2 separate regions of the Oryctolagus cuniculus genome follow, and region 2 is linked to region 1. Evidence: chromatin contacts called from public Micro-C data. All regions are on one chromosome and are shown on one strand. Each heading gives the region's core, a stretch centred on a gene start, on an enhancer-like site or on the middle of the called end of the contact. The rest is flanking DNA. Distances are from core to core; before and after follow the strand shown. Region 1 holds the start of SLC38A9 (solute carrier family 38 member 9). Region 2 overlaps IL31RA (interleukin 31 receptor A).

Evidence for each region. Hi-C and Micro-C count contacts between places; a contact is called where the count stands out from the background.
Region 2: a contact with region 1 is called in a Micro-C map of ear pinna, with 3 times the contacts expected there. The contact joins the enhancer-like site here to the promoter of SLC38A9 in region 1. A contact is called at or near these places in 4 of 6 Hi-C or Micro-C datasets (ear pinna, embryonic fibroblasts, skin fibroblasts and 1 more).

Annotation. Positions count from the first base shown.
Region 1 is chr14:76,400,734-76,404,339 of mOryCun1.1, reverse strand. It overlaps SLC38A9 (solute carrier family 38 member 9), which reads left to right and starts at 1,936. Exons shown (of 15, transcript XR_517790.4): 1 at 1,936-2,072.
Region 2 is chr14:76,661,126-76,664,444 of mOryCun1.1, reverse strand. IL31RA (interleukin 31 receptor A) reads right to left here. Exons shown (of 15, transcript XM_051853449.2): 15 at 1-3,319. The coding sequence ends at 3,311. Among named protein-coding and RNA genes, the nearest start is that of IL31RA, 75 kb to the right of the region's middle. Within about 2 kb of position 1,319, at least 2 of the 8 cell types and tissues checked have an H3K27ac peak or open chromatin away from gene starts, as enhancers often do. A contact at or near this core is called in ear pinna, where this site is marked.

The DNA.
Region 1 (3,606 bases), core at 687-3,186:
CGCGGCGCCGGCCTGCCTTTAAATGCTTTTGACAAACACTGCCTGGAAAGCTGCCCTGCCTTGTGGAAGCATTCAGGCAGGTGAAATAAAAGTCACGGGACGGTGCTGTGGTCCATAGGATTAAGCCACCACCTATAACACCGGCATCCCATATGAGCTCTGGTTCACAACCTGGTTGCTCCCCTTCCTACCTAACTCCCTACAAATGAGCCTGGGAAAATCCCAAAAGATGGCCCAAGTGCTTGGGCCCCTGCCACCCGTGTGGGAGACGAGGATGGAGTTTCAGCATAGGATATTGGCTTCCTTCTGCCATGTGGGGAGTGAACCAGCAGATGGAGGATGTCTCTCCCTCTCCTCTCTCCCTCTCAGTAACTCCTTCAAATAAATAAAATAAATATTTTGGGGAAAAAAAAGTCAGCTGACCCCTCAGAAACCACACAACTATGAGTCCACATTGCTCCCTGTGGTGATGGTAAACTGTACCAGGGACGCAGGCTGCTGTCTTCAGGGTCAGCTACCTGAAGAATGGGAGATGACCGCACAGCTGCCTTACTATAAGTCTTCAGTTCTCTTCATCTAGTGTTCCCCTGGGTTTTTAAAAAAATTTTTTATTAGTTCTAGAGTTTCCAAAAAAGGTGACTCCGGCAGGTTCGCCAATTTATTCATTGCTTTTGAGGAAGGACAGCTTTCAAGTTCCCTACTCTGCCTTTTTTTTTTTTTTTTTTTTTTTTTGCCATAACTTCATACCATTTACTTAAAATTATCTGAACCTGGAATGCAGAAAAAGAAGACAATTTTGCTAGCACTGACGCTATCACAAGAATGTACTTTGAAAACAGGACCAAAGAGCAGTCACAAGTTTTTAAGCCAGGGCACCATCAGCAAAATTACTTTCATTTCCCTTCAAGGCACCATTTGTTGCATCATCTGTCTTGCTTTACCTCAAGCCCTCAGTGGGGTTGGAGAGCGCAGACCTGGCGATAAGACCTTGGTTTGAATTCTAGATACTTTGTCACTTAAAAGCGATTGATCTTGGGCAAGTCACGTAAATTCTCCAGGACTGTTTCTTTATCTATAAAATAGAAACATACTCTTCTACAAGTGTCAGAAAGACTTAAAGAGATATATGTAAAATGCTTGGCACTCGGTATTTGTTAAATTTGGACCTTAAATTTTGGTTCTTTACCACATTGCAATACATTGTTGGGTCCCCCCACCATTGTTTAAAAAAAAAAAAAACAGAGCCACTTGCTTCCGCTGCAAGAAGGGTTTAGGGGTTCTTATGTGACTTTCACAACACACTGATTTTACTTAGACTTCGTTTGGGGGTGGCCTTGGGAAAAATTGCAGAGCGAAGGGATAAAATCTTCCGAAAGCCCCTCTTTTAGCCTAGAGGCGTACATAAACACACACACACACACACACACACAAACAAAAAACCAAAGACCACGATCCAGACGAGGGAGGGGGGCATGCCAACCCAACAACTTGTGTCTACGTGTGTTACGTGTGTGCGCGCGCGCGCGCCGAACTCTCGGTGCCTTCAGGGTCCCAGTACAGACCAGAATACACAGCAGGAGCAGAGAAGTTCCGAAAGGGAGGCAGACTTTTGGAGATCAGCCCCAAAAGGTCTTGCCACATCACGTTTTCTCACGTGGGCCGCCGGGATATAAGGACTGCAGGAGATCACAACTCTCCTCCTCCAGGGCTCGGGGCTTCCCGCCGCCGGCCGACGACCCCAGCGCACACAGGCTGCAGTTCCCCGGGAATTGCACACCTGCACGCGCCGGCTGCCCGCCTCCCGACACCGGAGGGCCGGGCTCCGCGGTGAGGAGCGGCTGGCTGAAGCAGTGCCCTGTGGGAGTTGTAGTCCGAGGCGGAGGGAGGCTCGAGAGCCGCTGCGGGCGTGGCGCGCTCAGAACTCCATTCCCCGCCGGCCCCCGCGGCCGAAGCTGTTGTCTCTTCCTGTTTGGGGGACGAGGAGTCCCCAGGCGCAAATTGCGAGGATTTAGTAAAGGGGGCTGTTCATCTTCGCACCCAGTTCTCCGAGACTGAAGGTTTGGCCTGCTCAGGTAGAGTACATTCCGTCTTTTTTGCAGTCTCATGTTTCAGGAGGGTGGGAAGGAAACCAACGAGAGGGGAGAGAGGGAGGGCAGGGCTTGCGGTGATGCCGGCTGTCACCTGGGAACTGTCGCGTTTGAGGGTGGTGGGACGGGGAGCAGTGAGGCCAACGCTGGGGACCGCGGAGACGGCGCGCGCTCCTCGCGGGGCTCAGTTGCGGCAAAGTCTGGTCGTCCCGCGGGGGCTCAGGGAATCCGAGGGGCGGTGGGAGTGCGTGCCTGCGAAAGCCTTAGGGGAAAGGCAGGGTCCCGGTAGATTCCTGAACCCCGCGCGAGCTCCCTTCTCTCTCCCTTGCAGGGAAGGGCTGGAGAGGGGAAGTGAGAGAGGGGTCCCCTTTGCACAGATGCGGTGGGAACCACGGCTGGTGAGCTCCGCGGCGCTTTCTGCACGACCCAGCCGTGGGAGTGAGGAGTCTTAATGGTGGGCGTAGGGGTGTCTTCGCTGTCTCAGACTTCTGGACCCAGGAGGGGCTCAGTCTCCTTTTTACAGATGAGAAACTGAGATCCACTGGGTTGGAGAAACCTGCTCACCGCCAGGTAACCAGGTGGTGGCCAGGTTGACTTAAAACATGCTGTCATGACTCCAAGGCAGTGCTTATCCATCGCTGAGATCAGAAGAGCAGCGAGTTCTAAGCCATACCGTCTCCTTTTTTCTTCTTAATGCCTTCAGACGTGACAAAGATCTAGCATAGGCAGGGACATAACAGGCAATCACTGAAGGGATCTTTTTAAAAACGTCTCACCAAGTCAAAGTAACTCTTGTCATGACTTGAAGAACCATCTCTGCCTCATAAGCAACTACAGACTTCGTCTTAAGATGAAAGGTTGGGGAGCCGACAATGTGGCGCAGCGGGTTGAAGCCCTGGCCTGAAGCGCCAGCATCCCATATAAGCCGGTTCTAGTCCCCAGCTGGTCCTCTTGCGATTCAGCCCTTTGCTAGGGCCCGGGAAAGCAGTAGAAGATGGCCCAAGTCCTTGGGCTCCTGCACCCACGTGGGTGACCCAGAAGAAGCTCCTGGCTCCTGGCTTCAGATCAGCACAGCTCTGGCCCTTGCGCTATCTGGGGAGTGAACCAGCGGATGGAAGACCTTTCTCTCTGTCTCTACTTCTCTCTGTAACTCTGTCTTTCAAATAAATAAAATAAATCTTAAAAAAAAAAAAAAGATGAAAAGTTGGTAGCAGAGATATGGTTTCTTTGCTTCTAAGAAAATAGTTTACCTTCCCTTCCCTAACTTAAGCCCATGAGAAGAAGTAGTCTTAGATTTCTCGTCACAATCTTAAATACTTGTACCTGTCAGTTGTACACATGAAAATATGCTGTTGGTGTTTTGTAGTATGATAAATATTAAGGGTATACAGCATAGGGGTATGGAAGTACCAACTTGAGTTACAAAGTAAAATAATAACTTTATGGTATATTTTTAAAGATTTATTTTTATTTAATTATTTGAAAGAGTTACAGAGAAGGAAAGTCAGAGAGGGAGAGA
Region 2 (3,319 bases), core at 70-2,569, 260 kb before region 1:
TATCAGAGGCGTTTTAAAGCTAGTCCCACATAAAATCCAGGCTTTCTCGCTCCATGTACATGCACCACGTCTTACACTAGCGGATGACCAACCTGTGGACACGACAGCGTTTCTAGCCCACAGACAGAAGCCCTCTTGCAGGCACCGGTTCCATCTCCCTGATCGCTATGACCGGCCAGAATACTCTGCGCATCCTTCCAGGGTGACACGTTCTGATTTCTGTTTCAAAGCCCAGGCCTCATGACACCTCCCTGGCATTTTAGTCCACATGGATAAGGAAGCTGGGCTGGACAAGGGAATTCCATCGCTGAGAATGCAATCAGTAGGACACGCAGCAGGCTTGCCCTGAGCAGCCACGGGAGCCTTTGCTGACCGCAGTTCTGCCCCTCATCAAATTCTCCCCTTGCCTCTCCCACGACCGTCATAGCACGGGGCCGGTGTCTTGTAGGCAGAGGGCCATCAAGGTCCTAGCTCTCTAACATGGATGGGGATTCTCTGTGCTTCTGGAGCCATCACTTCTGTACCCACTGACCCCAGAGTCCCGTTACAGCTGTAGAGGAGACGGGGACTGCTAATGGCCTGCAGCACCCGCTCCTCTTCCTGAGACCCCCCAAGGCACCAACAATGCGGCACACCTTGATTACAACCACACCTCGTCGATGACGTTTCTGTAACCATCGACAGAAAGCAGAATCAGGTGTGCAGCGGTGAGCAGCTGGTTCTCAATGGAGAAGCACAGGGGGCACCCCGGACTCCTCTGGCAGGGTAAGTCCTACAGCCCAGCCCTTTTTCTGAATGGCAGTCATGCCAGGTGTGACAATGACCACAGAACTCTGACTCGGAAACTCCACTTTCAGCCCCAAGGAGCTAGGACAGAGGTGAGAGGAGAAGCGTAGCGCAGCTGCTCTCCAAACTGGGAGGACGCACAGAACAAGCCTACCCGCTGAAGAGACCAGAGCAAAGCAGAATACACAGGCACACCCTGGGCTTCTGGCAGCGGACACACTTCAGCATGCGCTCAACGTCCATGCAAGATTTTCCATATGAAATTACAGCGGAAAGAAAAGGGAGAGCCCAGCAGGTTCACAGGATGACTTGCAGTTAGGTGCAAGGGCACACAGGTGCACACAGTTCGTATCAAGAATGAACTAAGAATGAAGTAAATGATGGGTATTCCGAGCTCCCGGGATTGTTTTAGAGTTAAGCCCAAATCAAAATTAATGATAAAACAACAGGGACACGGCAAGCTCTCCAGGGCGCTGAGCCAGCAGGCGAAGGCTGTGGGTCTGCAGGCACAGGCAGGTTCACGCTGGGATTTCCCACTGGGCACAGCTGTTGCTAGGAGCCGGGTAATTCCCCGGGAAGGTTGCTCAGGACAGCAGTGCCGGCCTCCACCCACTAGATGCCGCTAGTGCCTCCCAGTCCTGGCCGTCAAAGCCGTGTTCTCGCATTGCCAAGTGCCTGAGGCCTGCAGGGTGTGGGTGAAGGTGCCCAGGCCCTGGCTGAGAACCACTGCTGTGGAGTAAAGGCAGCCCCCAGCTTAGCTGTGGGCTCGGGCAGGAAGTCAGGAGGCCTGGGGGCGCCAGGGAGTGCTCCCTGGGGCAGTTCCCATTACGTGGGAATTAAGAATCAATGCACATCCTGCATTGATTTTTAATGAGCAGCTGATTCAAAGGTAAAACACGCTGCGGGCAGAGCCTCCCACCTGGCATCCTCAGACTTTCTACCCAGGGCCAGGCGCGACTGTTTCAGGCGCTGGGGAGTCTGGGGAGGCAAGGCAGCCGTGGCTGATGTGTAAGTGGTGGGCACGGAAGTGTTCCGATGAAGCTGCATTTGTGGACGCTGAAAAGTGACCCTCAGCTGCTTCTCACTGCCACCAAATACTACTCTTCATCTGCTTTCCTTCCCCTCCACTTACCAAGGTCAACACTATTTTTTAACGCATGGCCCCACAAAAAACCGGAGTGGGGTTCAGGCCAAGGGCCCAAGTTTGCAGACCCATGGCACAGCAGCTGCGACCAGGGGCATGCTGGGAAGCCCGGCACAGACCTGCCCACACCCAGGGAGGAGCGATCCCCCCAGAGGCCTGCCCTCTCCCATCTCCCATCTCTTGCCTCTCCCAACCACCCCTTCCTTGGTGCTTGCAAACTGCCGCTTCCGAAAACACCAGAAAGAAATGACAGTCTTTAAACACGTGGATGGCTTCTCGGCCATTCTTCTAGAATTTTCTACTACTGTAAAGGAAGGCCACCAACAGGGCACTGACCTTGCAGTCTGCGCAGTCCCCAGAGCCCCAGAAAACCTTCCAGGGGATGTTATCAGTTTCCACTGAACAGGCTAAATCACAGTCATCCTGCTTGCGTCCACACTCGCGCTTTGACAGCAAACAGCAAGCACAGCCGGGCTCTGCATGGGACCAGCTGGTGACCGATCCGGGAGAGGAAGGCACCAGCGGCTTCCGAGCATGGAGGCCCCAGGTCCTGTGAGTGCTCAGGACAGCTGGGCGTGGGGCCCGGGGACCTGGGGCTCCCGCTCCGGGCAGGAAATGCTGGCTTCCCTGAGACCCCCGCAGGGGCCATCTGAATGCAGGGGTAGGGTCCCATGCCCCGAGGGAGCCAAAGCGAACAGGGAAAGTGACCAAAGAGGCTGACGGGGCCAGGGAGGGAAACGGAAAGGAAACAGACCAGAAAAAGGAAGTGGAGAAGCAGGAGATAGGCAGGGGTGGCCAGGAGAGCGAGCAGAGGGGTAAAGAAGGAATCCGCGAGAGGGCTGGGGTGGCCGTGGGAACTGCCCCAGAGATGTCCCCAGCTGCCGCGACGGGAGAGGGGCCGAGCCATCTGGGGCCCCGCCCTCTCCCTGAAAGGCGTCACCCAGACAGGCCTGACGCGAGGACTTCGGAAGCGGCCCCAGCTGGGCTCCTCTCGCAGAGGAAGCCCACAGCACAGGCTCCCGGACTGTCCGGGGACACGGTCCCCCTGGAGCTCGGCAAAGATGGCGCCCGGGGCCCAGCTCCAGAGGAGAGTCCGGAGTGTCCACCGCAGGGCTCAGAGCTGGGCCCCTTTCAAACCAAGAGAAGATGGCATCGCGCTTCCTCCAGAGAGTTCTCTGGCCTGTCACCAACCCGACATCTTGCAGCACCCACTCCCAGCCGTGCCCGCCAGGCTCAGGGCCGGGGGAGGCCGCCGGGCAGGGCAGGGCAGGGCAGGGCAGGGCGGGGAGGGCCAGGGACGGGCTTCCTGCCTGCGGCCCGTCCCCCGTCCGGGCCAGGGGCACCCACGCTGGGCCTTAGAGGCCTCCCGCCACGCGGCATTTATGCTTG